7 separate regions of the Mus musculus genome follow, and all the other regions are linked to region 1. Evidence: chromatin contacts called from public Hi-C and promoter capture Hi-C data. All regions are on one chromosome and are shown on one strand. The core of a region is the stretch at or near the end of the contact, and the rest is flanking DNA. Distances in the headings are between cores, read along the strand shown. Region 1 holds the start of Rack1 (receptor for activated C kinase 1). Region 2 holds the start of Clint1 (clathrin interactor 1). Region 3 holds the start of Sox30 (SRY (sex determining region Y)-box 30). Region 4 holds the start of Hnrnpab (heterogeneous nuclear ribonucleoprotein A/B). Region 5 holds the start of Phykpl (5-phosphohydroxy-L-lysine phospholyase). Region 6 holds the start of Adam19 (a disintegrin and metallopeptidase domain 19 (meltrin beta)). Region 7 overlaps Adam19 (a disintegrin and metallopeptidase domain 19 (meltrin beta)).

Evidence for each region. Promoter capture Hi-C pulls out the DNA fragments that hold promoters and counts their contacts. Hi-C and Micro-C count contacts between places; a contact is called where the count stands out from the background.
Region 2: a Hi-C map of rod photoreceptor shows a contact between it and region 1, with 5 times the contacts expected there. The contact joins the promoter of Clint1 here to the promoter of Rack1 in region 1. A contact is called at or near these places in 1 of 39 promoter capture datasets (embryonic stem cells), 1 of 484 Hi-C or Micro-C datasets (rod photoreceptor), 1 of 115 datasets of contacts at active chromatin or transcription factors (extraembryonic endoderm stem cells) and 1 of 9 other capture datasets (adipose tissue).
Region 3: a contact with region 1 is called in a promoter capture Hi-C map of cranial neural crest. The contact joins the promoter of Sox30 here to the promoter of Rack1 in region 1. A contact is called at or near these places in 2 of 39 promoter capture datasets (cranial neural crest and hippocampal neurons), 1 of 484 Hi-C or Micro-C datasets (uterus) and 2 of 115 datasets of contacts at active chromatin or transcription factors (astrocytes and embryonic forebrain).
Region 4: a promoter capture Hi-C map of embryonic stem cells shows a contact between it and region 1, with 7 times the contacts expected there. The contact joins the promoter of Hnrnpab here to the promoter of Rack1 in region 1. A contact is called at or near these places in 3 of 39 promoter capture datasets (the C10 cell line, embryonic stem cells and liver), 1 of 484 Hi-C or Micro-C datasets (B cells) and 1 of 9 other capture datasets (adipose tissue).
Region 5: a contact with region 1 is called in a promoter capture Hi-C map of liver, with 5 times the contacts expected there. The contact joins the promoter of Phykpl here to the promoter of Rack1 in region 1. A contact is called at or near these places in 2 of 39 promoter capture datasets (liver and pre-B cells), 1 of 115 datasets of contacts at active chromatin or transcription factors (extraembryonic endoderm stem cells) and 1 of 9 other capture datasets (liver).
Region 6: a promoter capture Hi-C map of embryonic stem cells shows a contact between it and region 1, with 7 times the contacts expected there. The contact joins the promoter of Adam19 here to the promoter of Rack1 in region 1. A contact is called at or near these places in 2 of 39 promoter capture datasets (embryonic stem cells and hippocampal neurons), 1 of 115 datasets of contacts at active chromatin or transcription factors (forebrain) and 2 of 9 other capture datasets (adipose tissue and liver).
Region 7: a promoter capture Hi-C map of liver shows a contact between it and region 1, with 3 times the contacts expected there. The contact joins the enhancer-like site here to the promoter of Rack1 in region 1. A contact is called at or near these places in 2 of 39 promoter capture datasets (liver and stem cell-derived epiblast-like cells), 3 of 115 datasets of contacts at active chromatin or transcription factors (embryonic hindbrain, embryonic stem cells and forebrain) and 2 of 9 other capture datasets (adipose tissue and liver).

What each region holds. Positions count from the first base shown.
Region 1 is chr11:48,798,666-48,801,803 of GRCm38.p6, forward strand. It overlaps Rack1 (receptor for activated C kinase 1), which reads left to right and starts at 1,695. Exons shown (of 8, transcript NM_008143.3): 1 at 1,695-1,907; 2 at 2,998-3,138. The coding sequence starts at 1,799. It overlaps Gm36109 (predicted gene, 36109), which reads right to left and starts at 738. Exons shown (of 2, transcript NR_166852.1): 1 at 716-738. LOC115485831 (a small nucleolar RNA gene) reads left to right here and starts at 2,200; the gene lies at 2,200-2,267.
Region 2 is chr11:45,850,517-45,853,654 of GRCm38.p6, forward strand. Clint1 (clathrin interactor 1) reads left to right here and starts at 1,453. Exons shown (of 12, transcript NM_001045520.4): 1 at 1,453-1,676. The coding sequence starts at 1,636.
Region 3 is chr11:45,978,677-45,981,814 of GRCm38.p6, forward strand. It overlaps Sox30 (SRY (sex determining region Y)-box 30), which reads left to right and starts at 1,634. Exons shown (of 5, transcript NM_173384.2): 1 at 1,634-2,697. The coding sequence starts at 1,644.
Region 4 is chr11:51,605,227-51,608,364 of GRCm38.p6, forward strand. Hnrnpab (heterogeneous nuclear ribonucleoprotein A/B) reads right to left here and starts at 1,655. Exons shown (of 8, transcript NM_001048061.1): 1 at 1,441-1,655; 2 at 1,114-1,360; 3 at 235-403. The coding sequence starts at 1,337.
Region 5 is chr11:51,583,235-51,586,372 of GRCm38.p6, forward strand. It overlaps Phykpl (5-phosphohydroxy-L-lysine phospholyase), which reads left to right and starts at 1,547. Exons shown (of 13, transcript NM_028398.3): 1 at 1,547-1,645; 2 at 2,280-2,398. The coding sequence starts at 1,587. Col23a1 (collagen, type XXIII, alpha 1) reads left to right here. Exons shown (of 29, transcript NM_153393.2): 29 at 1-691.
Region 6 is chr11:46,054,358-46,057,495 of GRCm38.p6, forward strand. Adam19 (a disintegrin and metallopeptidase domain 19 (meltrin beta)) reads left to right here and starts at 1,627. Exons shown (of 23, transcript NM_009616.4): 1 at 1,627-1,853. The coding sequence starts at 1,757.
Region 7 is chr11:46,071,266-46,074,403 of GRCm38.p6, forward strand. All of the region lies in intron 3 of Adam19 (a disintegrin and metallopeptidase domain 19 (meltrin beta)), which reads left to right. Among named protein-coding and RNA genes, the nearest start is that of Adam19, 17 kb to the left of the region's middle. Within about 2 kb of position 1,601, at least 83 of the 459 cell types and tissues checked have an H3K27ac peak or open chromatin away from gene starts, as enhancers often do. A contact at or near this core is called in liver, where this site is marked.

The DNA.
Region 1 (3,138 bases), core at 445-2,944:
TCAATCTCTTATCACAGATAAGAAACTAAACTCAGCTGGATGATGGTGGTGCATGTCTTTAGTCCCAGCGCTTGGGAGACAGAGGCAGGTGAACTCGGACTTCAGGGCCATCCTGGTCTAGAGGGCAAGTTCCAGAGCAGCTAAGGCTACACATTGTCTGGAAAAACAAAACACATAAGAAGAGGAGGAGGAGAAGTTAAATTCCATGCAATTTACGAATAGAAAAAAACAAGCCAGCATGGTCTACAGAGAGCCAGGGATACAAAGAGAAACACTGTCTCCAAAACAAAACAAAACCAAAAAAAAGAAAAAAAAAGAAAGAAAAACAAATACTTATACCTAGGGCTTGGTGTTTTAGGGCTATAATCTTAGTTACTTGGCAGGCTGAGGAAGGGAGATCATAAATTTAAGGCCAATTTGAGCTATGCACATCCTGAATCAAAACGAAACAAGGTTGAATGTGGTGATGAATTCCATCATCGAGGCCAGCCTGGTCTACAGAGTGAGTTTCAGGACAGCCAGGACTACACAGAGAAACCCTGTCTCGAAAAACAAAAAACAAACAAAAAAACGAACAAAAACTAAACAAGGCTGGGAGTTGGGTGGATTTAACTCTGTAAGGCACTCTTCCTAGCATGTGGGAGTTCAACCCATAGCACTAAAATAAATAATTAAATGTATCCTTTAGTTCACATAGACATTAGTGGTTGCTTACCTTCCTGACCTGTGTGTGCTCCTTAAAAAAAAAAAAAAAAAAAAAAAAAAAAAAAAAAAAGTGAAGCTGAACAAATCGGCTGTAGCCAAACACACATGGCAGGAGAGAAAATTCCTGACTTCAGCCAGTGCTCTGTGGCAATCACAAGCGCACTCACACACAAATACTTTAAAACATACAGTTAAAACTTTTTAAGGCCAGATCTGTGACATTTGGAAACACTACAAAATTTGAACACGTGTTGAGGTCATCGGGTTGCCAGGCTATCCGTGTTCCTCTGCTTCCCCGTCCGGGAACACTTCTTTCAGGGCAGCACAAGACAGACCAGCAGGCTTTTCTGGGGAATGATCAGAGGCACAGAAAGGGCTTCCAACAGAATCCCCAGAAATCTGAACCCAGCACTTCCTCCTTTATAGCCTCGCCGGGCGGCGGCTCGGTTTATAATTCCAGTACTTGGGAGACAGAAGCAGGTCGGTAGTTCAAAACCATCCTTGGCAACACAACCAGTTTAAGACTAGCCTTCGCTACATGAAATTTTGCCATAAAACAAACAAACAGGCCAGATTTGCTGGCACACGCCTCTAATTGCGACTTTAATTGTACTTCCGTAAGTCAAAGTTGGAGCCGGGGTCTCCAACCAAGGAACTGAACAGAAGCGGAAAGGGCGGAGCCGCGTCTCTGCCACGTAAGGGCGGAGAGGCCACTGTAGTTTGCTTGTGTGCCCTCAGCCCCACTTCTGCTTCCACGGCATGCTTTAATCTCCCGAGAAGCCTTTCTAAAACCCTGGCGCATCTGGCTTCAGAATGCATTTGTACAGCGCTGCCAAACTAGGTTGCGTGGCAGAAGAAACGACGATACTTGAGACCTACTCTCCCAGTTCCTCCCACTTCTCAGTGCAGCTATCTTTGAGCAGCAGTGAATCATGGGAATCCCCGCCTTGCTCTCCGAGTATTTCCGGTTCCGGCGGAGGCCGCTCTTTCTTTTTCTCCACAGGGTCGTGGTGGCAGCCGCTGTGGTGCTTGGCTCTCTGAGCTATCCGGTGCCATCCTTGTCGCTGCGGCGACCCTCGCATCAACTGCAGCCATGACCGAGCAGATGACCCTTCGCGGGACCCTTAAGGGCCACAATGGATGGGTAACACAGATCGCCACCACACCGCAGTTCCCGGACATGATCCTGTCTGCGTCTCGAGGTACGGGCTGCATGCCGGGTAAATCACCCGGTGTCCTGGGGACTGCATGAGAGTCTCGTGGTTAAGCAAGTGGCGCGCGTGTTGGCTCGGTTCATTCCCCAACCCAGTTGTTAGTTGGGGCGTGCATACCCCAACTTGGGCCCCAACCGGGACGACCCTTTACACATGAACGGAAACCGAGACACGTCGCGCAACTGTACTCACACCCCACCTCCCAAAGTTGGCGATTTTAAATCTCTCGCTTGCTTCCTGGAGATGTGTTTAAGTAGTTTTACGGGGCTACAAGACGGGCGGAGCAATGATGACCCCAACATGCCATCTGAGTGGCTTTGCTGAAATCCAGAGGCTGTTTCTGAGCTGTTGTCGCCTGGCCCTAAACTATAGACAGTGGGTAAACTTTGTAGATGCCTTGTTCCCCACATTTCCGGACTTGATTGTCCCGCCCTAGGTTTTCTTGTAACTAATGATTTTTTTTCTTTAATGATGTATCTTCATGTGTATTTCCTCCCTACCCACCCCAAAATTATGCTCATTTTCTCTCCTACCTAATACTAGGCTTATTATTGTCCGTTTCTGTGTAAGTTGGTTCGTGGCTAGGATTGTGTCTGATGCTACAATAACGGCTGCATTTATTTCAGTAACTCTCAGGCGGGAAAGGCTGTCTCTGCTCAGCCTACATACACCCAAGTGGTGCTTCTGCTGTTAATTAGTCTCGGGCCCGGACGATGACTAAGGTTAGGGTTAGTTTCCCAGACCCTGCATGGTAGCTTGCAGTCATCTGAAACTAGTTCCAGGAGACCTGACACGCACTTCTGAACACCATAGACACAGGTAGCACACATATGTATGTAGGGAGCCACTTTAAATAAAATACATTTTGAATGTGGAACTTAAGTCTCAATCCCAGGAAGTGTGGTGCCCATAGTCTCACATTACAGCTGAGATCTACAGCTCTTGATATTGTAGAGTAGTAAGCCTCTTTTATTTATAACTTGAAGTTTCTCTGTCCCGTTTACTGGCCCCAGTGACTTTAAGACTGTAAATGGTGCACAGTAAGTAGGCTTATACCAACCTTTACCAACCCTTTTAGACAAGACCATCATCATGTGGAAGCTGACCAGAGATGAGACCAACTATGGCATACCACAGCGTGCTCTGAGAGGTCACTCCCACTTCGTTAGTGATGTTGTTATCTCCTCTGATGGTCAGTTTGCCCTCTCGGGCTCCTGGG
Region 2 (3,138 bases), core at 203-2,702, 2.9 Mb before region 1:
GGTTCTCAGTTTTGTTTGCTTCTTTTTCGGGACCATACTGGAGTGCTTTCAAAGCTGCTTCCAATAACCAAGTAAATGCAAACTGACGTCTTGACTAAAGGATCTGGAATAAGAGGGCCTGGGTCTTGGCTATTTACAGCCACTGTTTGCCCTTCGTTGTGAATCTTACTTGTCTTGTGTTCCCTCCCCCAATCATTCTTTTCTTGATCTTCTTAGGGCCAGTTCCTTTGTATTGTTCCAGTTTTAGCATACATTCAATCTCCTCAAAGAGCCCTGAATATTCTGCTGTTTTTCCTCTGACATTGTTGTCTGTAACATTATGTTCTTGGTTTTGACAAGCACTTATTCTCTCTAATTAAATATTTTCTTGATTGTTATGTCCCTCCTCCAGTGACCTTTAAGCTCCCAGGGAACTTGAGCCCCAGCTGTAGTCCTCGCTTGTAACACCCTGAAGATGCTCAGTAAATAGTGGCAGAATTATTTTTTAATTAAAAAAATGTATATGTATAAATACATATATATTTACATATATAACTTTATTTTAACATTTAAGTAATTTTTATTTTATTTCTTTACAAATAAATAACATTTAATTAAAGGTTTTAATTATAACTTAAAAATTAAGGTCTTATTGTGTAACCCTGGCTGACCTGGAACTTCTGATGTAAACTAGACTGTCCTCAAACGCATTGAGATTCGCCTGCCTCTGCCTTCTGAGTGCTAGGATTAAAGCAGTCTGCAACCAGGGCAGGTAAAACTTATAAAAATTAAGGAATTGCCTAAAACAAAATGTAGTATTACTTCAAGTTTTATCACAAGTTTTGACTGACATATTAAGTGAAAAACCTGATCAGTGGAAATTACTTTAGCAGATCTCAAAAATTATGTATGCTTTTAGAAACCAAAGCCACAGAGTTCTTGGGTATATCACATAAAACACATATAGGTATGCTGTGTATGAGTACTGGTGGCTTTCTGGTTTCCCAACTAATGTGAACTAAGTTTCTGAGGCTTGTTACAAACTATCTTAACGAGGGTACTAGGTAGCTGTCTACAGATAAAATCATTGTATCATAAAACTAGAGTGGGGAAGGATTTAGAATAAAATTCTACACTGGTCAGGGCTGGAATCCCAGGTTCAGTGATGTATAGACGCCTATATGTTTGGAAGCAAATGCAGAAACACGTGCGTAGATGAAGAACACGCACGCCAATCACACTCTGTAATCGTGCTTAGCATCAATGTGTACATCTGAAGAAGGTGAGCGCGAGTAAGTCTTGCAACTGTTGTGATGGCAATCACGCGGAGGCTGTGTCAGAGGTCCCCAAACCGCAGCGATCTCAGCCCTCTCACGCTCCGGGGGCGCAGGGCGCGGACTACAATTCCCGGCGTGCGGCGCGCGGCGCGGGCGGAAAGCCGGCCACTTCCGCCCCACGCAGCGCCGGTGCGGCCGCGTCTCGACGTGTCACTGGCGGCGCCGTGGCTGTGGCCGGGAGAAGGAGCTCCGGCTAGGGAGAGTTCGCGGCGGTGGGTGGCGGCGGCGACCCGGACCTGGACCAGCCCCGGCGCGGAGGCGTCCCGGGGTCCGTGGAGAGTGGCGGCGGGCGGCGGCGGGCCGGGCCGCGCGGGGCGCGATGCTGAACATGTGGAAGGTGCGGGAGCTGGTGGACAAAGCGTGAGTATCGGGGGGCAGTTGCGGCCGGCCCCGCGGCGGGGGCGGGGAGCGTGCGCACGGTGGTCCAGCGCGCGGGGACACGCGGCACGCCCCCCCGCCCTGCGGCCTGGTGAAGGCGGCGGCCGCGGCGGGCCTGGGCCTCGGTCTCCGAGCCTCTGGCGGCTCAAAACCCCCCTCCCTGCTCCGGTCTCTGCTCCCCGGGACGTCCTCACCGCGCCCCTACCCCGCGCCGGGCAGACAGATGCTTTGATCGTCGTACCCAGCTTGGAGTTTGGCCTCCTGGACACCAGGCCCGGCTTGGGGGCGAGGGGACGCGTGCTCCCGTCCCCGGTAACCCCCGTGGTGTAATTCGGAGACACCTTAGGCCTGGCCTGGTATGCCCTTTACCTTGGTAGACACCTTTGAATTTCTAGTGAACCTGCAGTGGAGTGAGTGGGAGGTGTAACAAGTGGTCACTGTGGACAGGCTGGAGTTGCTCAAGAGGAGACTCGCCCTTCGGGTTTGTCACACTAAGTGAAAGCAGATGACCAGACAACTTTCCGTGACTGTTTTCCTCTAACTTTACCACTACACTTCCTTTTGGGGTGGGCAATCATGTAAATAAAAATTACTCTAAAGGGTGAAGGAAAAGAAAAAAAGCCCAGTTTATATCCTGTTGACCTGTTTTTAACTCCTTTCAGAGTAAAATAACTCAGTGCTTTTAGTATACTCAGAAACCCTTAGCACTTTAAGTTGAGCATATCGAAAATAACAGTAGGTCTTTTAGGTCACCAGGAAATAAGACTTTAAATATTTAACCAGCCCTCTTCCTTTTTGGGTTTTTGTGATTATGCAATAAGTGTGGTAAAGAAACAGTTCTTTTGAACCACCCACCTAACCTGAAACCAGGAAGTATAGAAGCTCTTTTTGACCCCAGAAAACAACATTCTTTAAAGCAACTTGTCTGACGCTTCTGATGGTGCTTTGCTACCAAGGAAGTGCTTAAGGAGTACCGTTTTCAGAACCGAAAGAGCTAAGTTCTTAACTTTGTAGAATTCCCGTCTTCTCCAGTTCAGGATGAAGATCATTGCGGCCCTCTTAGTCCATGAGGGTGAAGAGCCAGGGGCTTCCGTTTCCTTAGGATGATTTGTGATACAACACGTTCCTGTCTGTGCTTCTGAAGAGAACAATTTTCCCACTGACTTTGGAGGAAGAGAAACCTCACTGAGAAGCTGCGAGTCTGAAAAGATTTTGCTTTGGTGGTTTTAGTATTCAGTTTTCCCATTAAGTGTGCAGACATTTAGCTGGGACCATTTCATTACTTGTAAGCTCTGTTTTTTTGCCAAAGAGAAAAGTCATTTCTTTTACAGATCCATGGCTGTTTTCAGTGTATCATATGAGGAAGAGAATACCAGCTTAGTGTAAAAGTTGAAAGAGGTCTTAACAAAACTGCCACACCTCTGATTCCAAGACTGAATAGCTG
Region 3 (3,138 bases), core at 384-2,883, 2.8 Mb before region 1:
GCCTGAACCTCCTAAGCACAATCTACAGGTTTAGTTGTCCATCTGTGTTGTGTTCTTCCATGTATAGATGTATGAACTATAGAGCATTAGAAAGAATTCATCTTTAATTGCCTTGGCTATAGTGTTTATCTTCCTCAAGATAGAGCATTAACTTTTAGTAAAGAATTCATCTTTAATTGCCTTGGCTATAGTGTTTATCTTCCTCAAGATAGAGCTGTAACTTTTAGTCAGGATGTCTAGTGATGCAGGAAATGTTGATAATTTCTCATTTACTTGCTAATATTGAATAAAAACTAAACACACTCCTTCTTAAAAGAAGAGGCACACACATGGAAAAAAAACCTTAAAATGAGCCCTTAATATACATAGTATTACTATTTTATTATGCTGTGGCAGTTCTTATTTCTTTATTCAATAAGCATTTATTGCACAATTACTCAACAGTCGGCACTGGGGAGTCAATGATGAGCAAAACAAAAGCAGTTCTTTCCCAAAGGAGGTAACAATCAACTGGAAGAGGCGCAGAATAATCACACAAAGAAAGCACTTCAAAGGACATGATCAGGTGTGAGTGCATAAAAGAGATTCGAACGAATGCTGTCATGGTTTTCTCTGAAATGCCGGTTCAGCTCCAAGTTGAAAAATAAACGGGAGTTACAAGAGACATAAATGCTTGACTTGCTAAAGCGTCCTGTGATGAAAAAGAATAGCATGGGAAGCAATGTGGTGAAAGTGTAAAAAACTCAAACTGTAGGTATAGCCTAAGCTACTAATCAGGTTTATCAGGCTCTGCGGGGTTAAGAATTTCGAACTTTTATCTCATAACCAGTGGGAGCGGCAGAAAGATTTGGGGGAAATGTGACAGTTTGACTTGTATTTTTAGAACAACTGGCAGTCGGGAGGTAGTGGGACATAGGTGAAGAGCAAAACTTCAGGAGAACTGTAACATCCATATGGAATTAGAGAAGGACAATGGAAGCCTAAGCAGGATAATGGTGGGTGGGACCTCAAAAGGTGGATGAATCTGGGTCGCATCTTGGAAGCAGACTGAAAATTCAACTAGTAAAATAGTTATACCTAGTCAAAAACCAGGTCCAGTAAGATCAGTTATAAGTTCCAAGGTGTCCCCATACTTGAGAATGACTAGAAGACCCTATCAGACTCCGGCTTTATGAACACACAAGGCCGAGAGCCCAGCCCGCAAGAAAGGCCCACGCCTTCATCCCTGGAGGTCCTTGGTAAAGGCGTGGAACAGAAGGGTTTCCTGGGCAACGCCATTGTCGCGCTCCAGGAGGGGGCGGGGTAACCAAGGTCAAGGCCTAAAGAGAATCCGGAAGAGAGGGAGAGTGAAGAGGCGTGGAAAATGGGACACAAGGAGCTTCGGCCCGGTCTATGGCGGATGATTCCAGGGTTCTCGCACGCGGCTAGTGTGGAGGGTGGGAGGAGCCGGGGAACGTGCCTGTGATTGGCTGGCGGGAGACACCGGGCCGCTCCTGATTGGGCGAGGCGAGCCCGTCTGTGGAGCGCGTAGGGTTCTGGGTAGCCAAGGCCTTGGAAGGGTCTTAACCGAAAGGGGGAGGGGGAGGCCGCCAACAAACGGCTGAGCTCACAATCCCGGCCGCGGCCCGCCCGCCCCCTCCCCCATGGAGAGAGCCAGGCCGGAGCCACCGCCGCCACCGCCGCCGCCGCCGCGCCAACCGCCGCGGCCCACCCCTCCGCGCCCGTTGCGCCCCGCTCCGCCCGCGCAGCCCGTCGAGGCCGCCACCTTCCGGGCCGCGGCCGCAGAGCGCTCCCAGTCGCCGTCGGCTCAGGCCACGGCCGCCATGGCCGCGGTGGCCTCGTCGTGCGGGGAGGCCGCGGCGGCGGGTGCGCAGGCGGCAGGGACGCGACGCCTGCTGCAAGTGAAGCCGGAACAGGTGCTGCTGCTGCCTCCCGGAGGACCGGGGGTGCCTCCGGCTCCCGACGAGGGCGCAGCCGCCGCCGCCGCTGCCGCTGCCGCCGCCGCCTCGTCCGCGCAGGCGCGCCTGCTGCAGCTGAGGCCGGAGCTGCTGCTGTTGCCTCCGCAGTCCGCGGCCGACGGAGGCCCCTGCAGGCCGGAGCTGCACCCCATGCAGCCCCGGACGCTGCTCGTCAAGGCCGAGAAGCAAGAGCTGGGGGCGGGCTTGGACCTGTCGGTGGGATCTCGGAGGACCACCGAGGCCGGCCCGAGAGCCTCGAGGGCCGCCAAGTTGGATGGCACCGGGAAGGCCCTCGACGGCCGCCGAAGCGATGAGAAGAAAGCCAAGCTGGAGGCAGAGGAGGCTCCGAGGGATGCGCTGAAAGGCGGGGAAGGCAAGAGCCTGCTGGCCATCGGAGAAGGAGTCATCAAGACGGAGGAGCCAGACAGACCCAGGGACGATTGTAGGCTGGGCACGGAGGCCACGTCCAATGGCCTGGTCCACAGCAGCAAGGAGGCCATCCTGGCCCAGCCGCCTAGTGCTTTTGGGCCACACCAGCAAGACCTAAGGTTCCCTTTGACACTCCACACCGTCCCACCTGGAGCCCGTATCCAGTTTCAGGGGCCTCCGCCTTCTGAGTTGATACGGTTGTCCAAAGTCCCCCTGACACCAGTGCCTATTAAAATGCAGTCCTTGCTGGAGCCTTCTGTAAAAATTGAAACCAAAGATGTCCCCCTCACCGTGCTGCCCTCAGATGCAGGTATTAGAAGCCAGGGGAATCTGGCTTTCACAGGTCTGTGTTGCACAGACATATTAGCAGTTCAGGAGCTGAAGCTCGAAAAGTAGAATCCTGGTACGGCCCTTAGCTTGCACAGGGAGTGCTTCTGGTTGATTTGCCCACATACTGGTAAAATACACTTAAGTATTGCCACAGTTTTTATAAACAGTCACTCTTAAGACTTAGTAAACAGATTAAGAGAATAGACTCAACAGAAGGCCTTGTTAGATGATACAGATTCCTCAGTTTATATAAAATAACATCAAATTTTCTATCATAGTAGCTTCTTAGGTTTATGTGTATCAAGAAATAAAATATACCAGTGTTCGAGAAAAATGATAGTTGTTTATATTGACTATAGATGTTAAAAGAGAACAGTAACTTTTCTGAGAGAAAACATACATATAGCATATAGCTAAAGCT
Region 4 (3,138 bases), core at 405-2,904, 2.8 Mb after region 1:
GTTAGTAAAGGAAGGCTGAAAAGGCAGCTCTCTAGTTCCTGCCCAGCTCCCTACCCTCCTGCAGGCTTCTCAGTAAGCTTTTTATAGTAGAATTGCAATCGCCCAGAATCACTCAATCTGTACTATCCCTCAAAACGACTCTAAGCTCACTCGTGGCAATCACCTCAACACTGCAATGCCTGAGTTCCTTAGGATTCAGAATCCTAGTAGATTGCTGTCAAATACCCAGCTTACCTTTTCCACACTAGAAGAATCTTTGAAGAGAATAAACCCAAACCCTCTTGATCGTCCAGTGTTGGGATCCATTTTTATTGTACAGTCAACAACCTCTCCAAACTTAGTAAAATAATCCTTTAAGTCTTTTTTGCTGGTATCCCAGCTCAGACCACCAACGAACATTTTTCTGCAAGTGAGAGACAAGACCACAAACCTTAGAAGCTGTAAAAGAATTCTGACACTTTTCCTGGCTGGGGAAGGGCTTATGGAGCCACAGTCCCATGGACCAGTCTGAGATGGTGCCCCCTTTCAAGTTAACCCTTGCGTCGCTCTGCAATCTCGACTCAACTGGAACTCACAGCTGAACGAGACTGTACAGCCACACACGGTACATACGGGACAAGAATGTGACCCATGACCCCTCACGAGTTTAAAATCAGCGTGCCCTGCACTCATGAATCTACTTGAGCTCACGGCCTCCCAAGTACCTGCCCCAAGGAACTCTGGGTTTCCCGGTGCCAAGACCGCCCCAGGGTTCAGGCTGGAACTCCGCCCCTCGACTCGCGGCAGGCTAGGCCCGGCCCGCTGCGCGCCAACTCCGCCTACGCAGCAGAGACGCAGCCCTCGCGGCCCGATTCGCGATCCGCCGCTTTTCCTCTTCCGGGGCCGCCCGCCCCGAGGCCCGAAGTAGCCCAAGCACCGCGCGAGCGGCCCAGATCGGCCTCACAGTCGACCCCGCAAACTCCTGCAAACTCCGAGGCGCGTAACCGCGCCCGGGCCAGGCGGCAAGCGCGCCAGGCAGGCACAGCTCCGCGGGCCGCCCGCCCCTCCCCCCGCCGCGTGGCGCCAACAAAAGACGGCCCCAGAACAAAGGCGGCGGCCCGCGGCCGCACCTACCCCGCGTCCTCCTCGTTCTTGCTGGCGTTGATCTGGTCGCCCTCCGCGCCGTTCTGGTTCCCGCTCGGTGCGGTCGTGGTCCCGCCCCCAGACCCGGCCGAGGCCGCGGGGGCCGCGGCAGCCGCGCTGGGCTCGACCGGGGCCTCGCCTTCGGGGGCGGCCTCGTGTCCGTTCTCGGTGGCGCCCGTCGTCTCCATGGGCTGCTCCTCAGCCGCGTCCGACATGGTCGGCCAGGCCGCAGCGGCTACTGCAACGAGCGGCGACAGCGCGTCAGGCCCCGCGGCGCTCCCCGAGCTCCCGCCCACCGCCCGCGGCCGGGCCGCTCACCTCGCCGCCGATGACGCCGCGAGGCCCTACTCGCCGCAGAAGGCGACGCGCGGGCTTGGCCGCGGTCACGCTCGCACCCCCGAGGGCTCGTCCGCAGCCACTGACTATCGCTCCGCTCGGCCGCCGCCGTACACTGCCGATAAAGAAGACCTTAACTCCGTCCCGCGCGGTGCCACCGCCTGACAATGCCAACTCGTGGAGCTCTTTATAATGCCGAAGCCGGGCACCACCTCGTAACAACGGATACTCTCATTGGGCAAAGCGAACCGCCACTCACCATTGTCCTAGCATCTTATTGGCTGCTTCTGCGCGCGCGCTCTAGATCCGGGCGGGCTTTGTCCTCATTTTAGAACGCGCGCGAGTCGGAGAACTGTCTACGGTTCCGGTCACCGGGCGAGCACGTCCAATGTCCCCAGCTGCCCGGGGTACACGGCAGTCTGTCATCCTATCCCTACATCCTATTCTACACTAGCAACCCCGGCCTCCCAAAAGAGGAGAATGAGCCGGAGGAAGTCCCCTAAATCCAAGGTCGCCCGGAGAAAGGAGCCTAATCTTGGAGTGCTCTAATCTACGGAGTGCTGCGGTCATCGGAGGCCTTCAGCACAGCCTGCTCCTAAACCTCGGCATCCTGAGATGCCAGGGCTCCTGCCCTCTTCAGTGAGCTAGCTGGGGCCATCCATGGAGGCCTGGCGCAGTGAACGTTGGACCGTAGTATTTCCAGTGTCTGCTTGACACCCATAGATACTTAATATCGCATTAGTGTTTAGCTTTGCCTTTAATTTTTATTTCTTTCCTTTGGTTCCGTTTTGTGTTTTTTGAGACCAAGTCTGGTATCCTCCGACTGGCCTTGAACTCTTGACCCTCCATTTTCACCCCCTCAGTGCTGGAATTATGTGCTGCACCACCACTGTGCCTAGCTTAATTTCACTGATTTTTAGATGATCCTAAATGGAAAAATTAAGAGTCTTTTCATGTAGCCCCAGGATATGATTACAGACATGTGTCACCCTGCCTAGTCTGACAACTTGCTTTTGGAAAAATAGCCCTGTTAAATGAGGTTATGGTAAAGAGGGGTAGTTTTCTTTTAAGCATTGACCATAAAACTTTAAAGGCCTGGGTTAGGCCATGATTCCTGTGTATGTGTGCATACGTTTGTGTTGAGTGTAAGTTCTATGCCCTGAGTGTGTAAATCAGACAAGGTATCAATCTTCACTTTCCATTTTGTTCTTTATAATTTTTTTTTCCTTTAAACAAACTAGCTGGCCCACAACTTCATTTTTAGACCTAGGCTGGTCTTGAAGTCACAGAAAACTGCCTGCCTGCCTTCTAAGTGCTGGAATTAAAGGTGTGAGTCATCCAATGGATGGATGGATATAGATAGATAGATAGATAGATAGAGATATATATAGATTTTTTTTTTTGAGACAGGGTTTCTCTGTATAGCCCTGGCTGTCCTGAAACTCACTTTGTAGACCAGGCTGGCCTCCAGGCAAATGGTCTCACAAGCTTTGGAGATTCTCTGTCTCCTCCCACATTGATGGAGTAAGCTGAAGTTAGATTTGTGCTCCCCTGTTCAGCTGTGGGCACTGGAGTCCTGAACTCAGGTCCTCATGCTTGTGCCCACGTGGCCCACTGAACCCTCTCCAGATCCAGAACCTCTTGCCTCTTGACTTTTTTTTTTTTTGGTTTTTCGAGACA
Region 5 (3,138 bases), core at 297-2,796, 2.8 Mb after region 1:
CCCATGGACAGATGGCTCTGAGGCTTGAGAGAAGCGACCTTACTAGATTCCCTGTCCTTAAAGCTTTGAGTTGTCACAGGATTGGGGGACACTCCTGGCATTCAGAAGACAGTCGAGGTTAGCATACACCTGAAATCCAGGACACTGGACACGCCCAGTAGTGAAGCTGCTCACTGTGAATGCCAGCTGAGGAAACCCTGCTCTGGATTCAAGGGTTGGGCAGGGGAATGATTGCTTGTTGGTTGAGACAGGGTCTCAATACATAACTTAGGCTGGTCCCAAAGTTGCAGCTCTGCCTCAGCTTCCCAAGTGCTGGGATTACAGGCTTGCACCACCATGCCCCCCACTACATCCAAGTCTTGTTCAGTCCCTTCCTCCTTTCAGCCTGTGCCTTCTTGGCCTCCAGGGTTGCCTTGAAAGGACAGATGCCAGAAAATGGAGAGAGGATGGGACCAAGGACAGGAAGGATAGGCCTTTTCTGAGCAGGAAGATGGACTTTTAGGTAGGTTTATGGTTAAAAACATGAAATACCGCTCAGTTGGGGAAGATGGAAGGGCTCTGTGACTGGGTTTTGGTGACAAGATGCAACATTGAGAATGTACTAATGCCACTGAATTGTATGTACCCTTCAAAATTGCTTGTTTTTTTATGTATATTTTACCACAATAAAAACAAACAAAAACCACAAGAATACAAAGCTGTTCTTTAATAAGTGCTGTAAGCATTTTGCAGTTTTCTAGGGAAGAAAAGAAATAAGCTACTGGAGAATGGGGCAGCGGGCTGGCATGTGAACAAGACTGCCCCAGTCTGCTGAGGGGCCTTCTCAGGCCTTTGTTCCAGGGTTCATCAAGACAGTCAGCTCCAGCGCTCAACCCATAAGGGAGTATCCCTTCTCTCCCACCTCCGGGACCACAGAGGTCTCTTGTCACTCAGTGTGCTAGGTAAGAGTTCAGGAGACCTTGTTTTAGTCCGGCCTCTGCAGCGGGCCTATTGTGTGCCTCGGAGCAAAGCCGTTCTTTTCTGGGCCTGTTTCCTGCACAGTACATAAGGTAGGACTCAGAAGTTTTCCAAACCTCTTCCTATCTGCCCACTGCAAAATTCTCTTCCTGTAGCGACATGTCAAGTTTATCCTGTCTAATCCTAGCAAGAATTTCTAGAGATCTCCGTGGTCTGCCCCAGCAGTGGCACCGAACTCTACAGCGCCATGCCAGGAAGGCCTTTGTCCTTCCAGGGTGCCAGTAATTTACCCTCACAGGGTGTCACGTTATCAGCGCAGAGACAGCAACCTGCTCGGGCGTGCCCCGCCGCAGTTTAGAGTCCCGCTCCACCTGGCGGTCTGGGGACACATTCCTGGGAGGGAAACCTCGGGCGTAGGAGAGAAGGGCGAAGTCCGACCATGGATCAGCGGAGAGTATCCGCCCGTGATGACGTGAACTGCAAGCTATCTCGCTTGCAAGTTCCGTAAACGCCCGGGAAGGGAGCTCCTGGGGGCGGGACCAGCACTGAAGCCCCACCCAGAGCTGACGTCGCGGGCGGAGGCGGAGCTAAGCGCGCAGCATCTGGGTACTGGCTGACCGCTCGGCGCCATGGCCGCGGACACGCGCGCCAAGGCCGTCACTCTGGACCTGAGACGTCGGCTGCTCAGGTACCGGGTGTGGGCTCCGAAAGCGCGTATAGCGCCCACCCCGAGTCCCTGATTTCCCCGCCTCCCTCAGCCTACTAGAAGCGGCCGTGAACCACCCCGCGACTCCGGGGCGTCCCCTGTCCCGTGGAGCGAGCTTTGCCCCTGGCAGCCACCTGCATAAGGAGCTGGGCCTGGCCTGGGGGGCAGTCATGTCACGGGCAGGGTTACAGGAAGTCTGCTCTTGGCCTGTGAGGAGTATCCTCGGTGCCACGTGGAGAGAAGCTTATGGTTGGAACTTAGGACTGGAGCTAGCCATTACTAACGGGGACAGCAAGGCCACTGGGTTGGCAAGGAATGTTAGGGGCTGAGATGCAGCTCCTAACAAGGGGGTTTTCTTCAGGAAGCCATTCCGAAGCCCTTTTCACTGGGACTGGAGGAGTCTCAGTGTGCAAGCAAAACTGAGAGGGCCACAAAGGCTTAGTTTTGTCTCAGAAACTTTCTGCTCCGTCCTGTTCACAGGAATGGGGAGGCAGGGAAGTTCCACCGTGCCCTGCAAGCTTTTGTCCATCCCAGAATCAGGAAGGAGTGAAGGGGGCTGTAATGAGTGGAGGTCAGTCTTCAGACAGGGTTGTCGATCCTTTGCCTGTCCCCACAGCTCTTCCTGCAGACTCTTTTTTCCTGAGGATCCTGTTAAGATTATCCGAGGCCAAGGGCAGTACCTGTACGATGAGCAAGGGCGAGAGTACCTGGACTGTATCAACAACGTGGCTCATGGTCAGTATGACGCCTCTCACCCTTGGTGAGACAGGGGAGGAGGCTGAGGCCATAGATCTGACTGATAGCCTGGGTTGAACAGAACTGAATCGGATGCTCAGGGGGGCACCCCAGTCTTTGTGAAAAGACTCCACACCATAGCTGTGCTAAACCAGGCAGGCCTGAGAGGTTCACATGCCAAGGTCCAAGCTGCACGTCCCACGTGGAACTCACATCAAACCAGGCATATATACAGTCCACCCATCCATGACCACAAATGTAGTGTGCTCATCTTGGCCTCGTGCAGGGTGCTGACAGCAGGCCTTCACCTCTATTGACTACTATAGGGGTAATAGGAAACTTTAGTATGAATTCAGCCAACTGGGCTACCACAGCTGTTAGAAGGCACATTGCAGGCAGGTAAGGGTTAAAACCCAGGACTCTCCCAGCACTCAGGGCACAGAGGCAGGGGGGTCTCCTGAGTTAACAGCCAGCCTGGCCTACGCCTACATAGCAAGTTTCAGGGACAACTAGGGCTTCACAGAGAGACCCTGTCTCAGGAGAAATGACTTAATCCTGGGCCTTTTTGGTAAACTCACTGCCCGGTGTTGTAGGTAATTGTGTTAATTATTGCTACCTTGCTTTGACCATGTTGGCACGTGAGCTCTAAGAATGCAGATGCCATGGCTGACCCTCTGACAGTGCCCCTCCAGCTGAGTCTCAAAATACCTCTCTAAAAACCTTTGTTTTCTAGATAGCAT
Region 6 (3,138 bases), core at 377-2,876, 2.7 Mb before region 1:
ATCTGACCTGGTGACACGTGGGGCTTGACACTCCAGCTTTCCAGGACTGACAAATGAGTCTTTAATGCCTCAGACCAGTCACACCCCTTGCCGCCTGGGGGTGAGAAAGGCAACTCTCTAAGCCACTATCTGCTTTTCCATTACAGCAGATGGAGAGAACTCACACAGTTCCTGTCCACACCAATGGTAAGAATGGTTTGATCCCTTCCCTCTGTGAGAGCCTTGCAGACTCACGGTGCATTGGTTTTGAGAGTTCCTGGCCTGGTTTTGGGGGTGGGGGATGGGGAAAGGAACTGACAAATGTAGGTGCGAGACTCCCCTTCCAGAGCCTCCTCTCCCTTGGAGTTTTGCTAACCAACCCTATACAGATTATTTCTGGCTATCTCTTTTTTCTGTTCTTCATTCATCAACTAAGGCATGTTGCACCAGGCTTTGTAATAGCAAATATACAGACTCTAAGTGAAACCCAGACATTAGCTTTGTGACCTTTGGTGAGGGGACTTAATGCTTTTCTGGTTTGATTCCCCTCCCCCAGAGGGGAGATAGAGATGAAGCCAATACCTACCCCCTCCAGATGGTCGCCTAATTATCACTGTTATTCTACACTGTGTCAATGGAGTCCAGATTAGCCTCAAATTCACCACGTAGCAGAGATTAACCTTGAACTTTGGATCCTCCAGCCTCTGCCCCATAAGTGCTGGGATCACAGTGGTGCACCACACTCCTGGAATTACGAGGTCCTGGGGATGGAACCCAGGGCTTCATGAGTGCATGACAAGCATTCCACCAGCTGAGACACATTTCCAGTCCACAGCGGACTCATGACAAGATCAACTATCAGAGGCCCTAGCACGTACGGAATGTCAATAAAAGCTAAGTCCTAAGTGTCTGCTACTGTAATTTTCTTAGTGATAGCCATCATTTGTGGGCTTCATCTTCCATTGCATCCTAAACCCTAACCATCCCAAATTCTGCTCTCTCCTGTCCCCAACCTATACAGCCCAAGGCTTCCCTCCTTCTCTGTAATCCTGTCTAGACTGTTTCTTGGGCTTGGTGTTCTGTTTCTGGAGTACAGAAGCCCTGTCCTCTGGGATGCTGGATCTGCAACCCCACCCCCTCCACCCCCCACCTCCCGTGTCAGAAGGCCTGGACTAAAGGCCCAGATTGGAGTCCCGATAGGAAAACAAGTTCTTTTAGCACTCATTTCAGTCCCTTGGAATTAACTCTTTCACAGCCTGACTCCAAGAGTAGTCAATCCTGGAAGGTAGAGCTACAAAGAGTTGTCTTGGTCACCCAAAGTACTTAGCATAAAGCGGGATAGAGTAAACTAGCTACAGTGGGGCAGAAGTGTGTGTGTGTGTGTGTGTGTGTGTGTGTGTGTGTGTGTGTGTGTGTGTTTAACACTTTCAACCCCAGTCCTGTAATCTCCCAGGCCTCAAGAATGGTTGATTACTTCAGAAATTCGGATCATCCCTTCCCCTGGGTGTCCTTCACCTGAGTCAGCGATGCTCCCGGGGGGCTTCCCTCGCTCCTCCCACTGCTGTCCCTCCAGCCACCACCAACCCCCTCCTCCGCGTGGCGCCTCCCCTCCTCCCATTCCAGGCAGAGCCCTGAGGGGCTAGGGGCGGAGCGTCTGGGATGTGGGCTGGGTGGCTTTTAGGCCGGCGTTTGCTTGAAAACCTCCGCCGCCGCTAGGCCGGGGGCAGGCAATGGCAGGGGATGTGTGATTGCGGACAGTGAGAGGGCCGTTGCTATCATGCCCGGGCGCGCGGGCGTCGCCCGGTTCTGCTTGCTGGCTCTCGCTCTGCAGCTACATTGGCCGCTGGCGGCGTGCGAGCCGGGATGGACCACAAGTAAGTGGCAGCGCGCAGATGGGTTCTGAGGCGACTAGGGGTGGTGGTGATGACTGAGGGTCTGAGAGTCGCTCTTGCATGCCGGCAGCTCCATGACCGCTATCCCTGCGGACTCCGCCACTCCCCGGGTGTGAGTATCGCCACCCCCAAGCCTAGGAGCCCAGGCTTTGTTCTCTTGTGGTGAGCCACGGGAGGTCGTGGAGCTAGTGCGCTCACTGCAATCAGAAAGCAGTAAGTCTCTCTCTCTCTCTCTCTCTCTCTCTCTCTCTCTCTTTGCTTGCCTTCCTTTCTTCATCTCCCCGTGTTTTCTTACTTTGGGCTTCTCTTTCCGCTGCTCTTCCTATCTTTGCTGTTTTTCTTGAGGTTGCTCGTCTCCGCTCTGCCTCTCTCTCATCGCTATTTTGCGCCCGCTGCTCTAGCAACCCCAGAGCATCCCCAGAGGAGCACCCCAAGCATCCTATCCCGAATCGGCGAGGGAACCACTCCCTGGATCTTGCTGGGGGCGGGGGGGTGGTGGTGTCAAAAGCATACCAGTGGGATAGAAAATCAAAGGTTTCCGAGAGATTAGGGTAGGGTGGTTTACTGGTTATCTCTGCCTGTACACTTAGCATCTCTGAAAGACCATAAAAGAACCATGCGCACCCATTATGCAGATCGTAAGCTGAAGTTCACTAACAAAAACCCAGGTGTGTATAAGTACGCCCCACATTGAAGATCTGATACTGGAAACCGGAGCTTTCTTTCCACCTCACCCAATGCCTATCTCCTCTTGGCCTCAGTTTTCATGTGAAGAAAATGGAATGGGCTCCACGCTTCCAGTTTGGACGCTGGATAATGCCTATTTCTCACAACTGTTTTCCCAGGCACCGCTCCCTCCCGGGCCGCATCCCTCAGAGGTTCTCATAGGATTTCGCGGAAGGGACGGTCCCGGAGGGGCAATGCCTGGCTTCTGTCATCTTGACCCGGGAGAGCTTATTTAGCCTTAGCTCTGAGGCAGCTGGAGAGCTGGGCTGACTCCAGACGGTCGCGGGTGCTTGCTGTACCAACCGTCAGCGTTTTTAAATCAAGCTAACGACGCCCTAGTGTACGGGCTGGGCAGGCTGCAGCCCCCGCCCCATCCCTGCAAGAACCTGACCCGAGGGTTTCCTCCACTCAACGCTCCAGCTCCTTTGCCTTGGATAGGAGAAGGCTCTTCCTTTTGTTGGGGTGTGGGGTTCCTCGGGGAAGAGGGAGCCAGGTCCTGTTCGAGTCTGATTTTCCAGCCTACCATTTGCACAGAAGAAAG
Region 7 (3,138 bases), core at 351-2,850, 2.7 Mb before region 1:
GTGACTCGCCCCCCTGTTCTGAGGACTGCCATTAACCTAGGGGCCGTGTCTGACAAGCCTTATGTGCTGTTCAATTAGAGACACTTTTCTTGTGCTGAAGTCATCTTAGGAGACAGACTCCTGGGGGCTGTGGACTCTAGTTCTCTTGCCCCGCGGCAACCTTTTCTAAGAGAAACTCCACTAACTTGTTCAAGCTGATTCTAAGACAGAGCTGAACCAGGGGGCAAAAATCACTGTATTACAAGGTCACCTTCAACAGCAATGAGGACCGGGGATGGAGCTCAGTCCGAGTACTTGGCTAGCATGCGTGAGCGAGGCCCTGGATTCAATTCCCTCCCTGCAGGATATAACTTAGCCCTGGTGGTGCACGCCTGCAATCCCAGCACTGAGAGGTGGAGGAGGGAGGGTCAGCTGCTCAAGGCCATCCTCGAATACACTCTGAGGTTGAGCACAACTGGGCTATATGAGACCCTGTCTCAAAAACAACCAGGATGTCACCAACCAACGAAGGAGGAACAGTGTCAGCACTATCTGTGCTGTGGCCGTGTCCTCGCCACTTGTCCCCTGAGCACACCCCGAGGCTGACTCTTCTCGCTTGAGGCTACTCTGCGGACTTGAGTCCAAATCCTAGCGATGTTTAGAATTGGTCTCGAGAAGGGATGTGGCAGGTGGTGGCCGCCCATACCATTGGTGTTGCATGAGGCAGAGGCAGGCCCATCTCAGTGAGTTCAGGGCCAGCCTGGTCTACAGCGCAAGTTCTAGGATGTCACAAAGAAACTTTGAAAAACTAAGAAAAAAAAAGGGGGACTAGGGGAAGAAGAAAGACAGAGAGAGAGGTCCTTTGATCTTAAGGTGGAGGCTCCTCAATAACAATGGCTCTCTGGGCTGGTTTATGCTGTCAATACTAAGGCAGAACTCAGGCATGTGGAGCTTAGGGGTTTAACTACCCATTATAACTTTTGATGGGTTAGAGTTTTAAGAGTCTTACTATTCACTATGACTTTTGACAATAAGCTTTCTTCCTAGCTCAGCTATTATAGATAGGAGGATGGTTTTATTGTCCTGAAACTTTAGAGTCAGCTTAGAAAATTAAGTCATTTCTGAATTGTTTTGTTTTTGCCTCTCTCTCTCTCTCTCTCTCTCTCTCTCTCTCTCTCTCTCTCTCTCCCCTCTGTCCCTCCCTCCCTCCCTCCCTCCCTCCCTCCCTTCCTTCCTTCTCTTTGTTTTCTAAAGACTGGGTCTTACTCGATAGCCCAGGATGTCACCAAACTCATGACAAGCCTCTGCCCTCTCCTTCCCATCTAAGGAGATCACATCTAATGAGCTGCCACCATATCAGTCCACAGCCACTTGTTACCAGCCTCCCTTTCCCCTTAGCCCTAGTTGGATCGTTTAATGACAGAGGGGCAGATGCATGGCGAATCACCAGGCAGAGGGTGCTCTTCAGCAGACAACTCAAATTACTCACTGCCTCTCATTCTCAGGTTTGTCTTTCTTCCATGGAATTCTCTTAGAAACATTCAGCCAGTTCAAACAGGACGGCACTCCTGCCCCCGCGCTTCATCCCAGCACCTTCTCAGGTGGGGACAGATTTCAACATCTTACCTAGAGTCAAGGACACCTCACTTTGGCCCTGTCTGGTCAGAAATTTCATCTGGTCAGAAATTCTATTGGTTGTTGGCAAAATTCAATTTCCTGGGTCAAAGAGACGCTGGGAAAGGCTTAGCTGGCGACCCAGTGCCCTTAGGAGACCTTGCTTTGCTGAGTTGCATTAAAATGAGTCACAGGCATATGGATTACATTTCACTTAAAATACACATGGCCCAAGAAATTAAAGGATAGCGTACTTTAACCAAGTATTTGGCAGATCTCAGGTATTCCAAATGTTTTTGCAAAGCCTGTGTGCAGCTGGGCTCCCGGGTCCCTGCAGTTAATCCTGTGAGACTTGGTGCCAAGGAAGCAGCTGAGTGGCTGGGTGGGGAGAACAGAATTTAATGAGAGCTGCCTGTGGCTATCTGAAAATTTCCGCAGACGTATTTTTGGGTGGGAAATACGGAGAACAGAACCAGGCCTACTCCATCCAAGGCGATGAATGGATGCATGCGTTAATATGAATGCGGAGTGCTGTTAGGCCTTGCCCTAGCGTGACCTGGAAGTTCTGTTTGAGTTGTAGTTTCCCACTGCAGCTTGGAGACAGATTTATTACATCTTACAGTTCCCATGTGCAGAAGCCCTGACATGGTAGAGCAAATGGAATGTCAGTGTCTGATAGGATCTCCGTGCGAGTCAGACTATTCTCAGCCACACTTGCTCAATAGCAGGCTGTCTGATTGCCATGGGCTGGGGGTTTATGTCTCTTTCAAGCCCATGTACTGAAAGGGGATATGTTAGGCATGGTTTTATAAGGTGATTGGGTCATGCTGTCTCTGCCCTTCATGGCTTGAGTTAAGCGGCCTTCTAAGAGCCCCCAGGAAGCTAGAACACACTTGCTATGTGAAAGTGCAGCTAAAATCAACATCTACTTAGCACAGTGGCTCTTGGCCGATACGAGCTATTCTAGAATCGTGAGACATTCATTTCTGTTGGTTATAAGCCTCTCTGCTTGTGGTATTTTGTTGCAGCAGCCTGGGTGGACTACATCTTTTCCAAATGACTGGAAACAATACCTTTTTGGGGTCGATTGTTCAGAGCTGGTCTCGGTATTAATAATTGCGAGTGCTCTCTTGAAGTCACGCCCTGCACAGTCAACCAGGGTGTCAGATAGCCTCCAAAATGGAAATGACCAAGTGTGTTGACACTGAGCCCCAGAGGCTCTGCTTTTTTTTTTTTTTTTTTTTTTTTTTGGTTTTTCGAGACAGGGTTTCTCTGTGTAGCCCTGGCTATCCTGGAACTCTCTGTAGACCAGGCTGGCCTCGAACTCAGAAATTCTCCTGCTTCTGCCTCCCAAGTGCTGGGTTTAAAGGCGTGCGCCACTACTCCCAGGAGGCTCTGCTTTTAAGGCAGAGAGGGATTTGATCGCAGGCAGGAGAGGGTGGTGGGACCACATACACAGAGCATAAGTGACGCATGCATGAATGAGCTGAGAACGGTGACATCCACCGCTGCTGGCAGAGGTGGAGACTGTTGAAGCCTGGATCT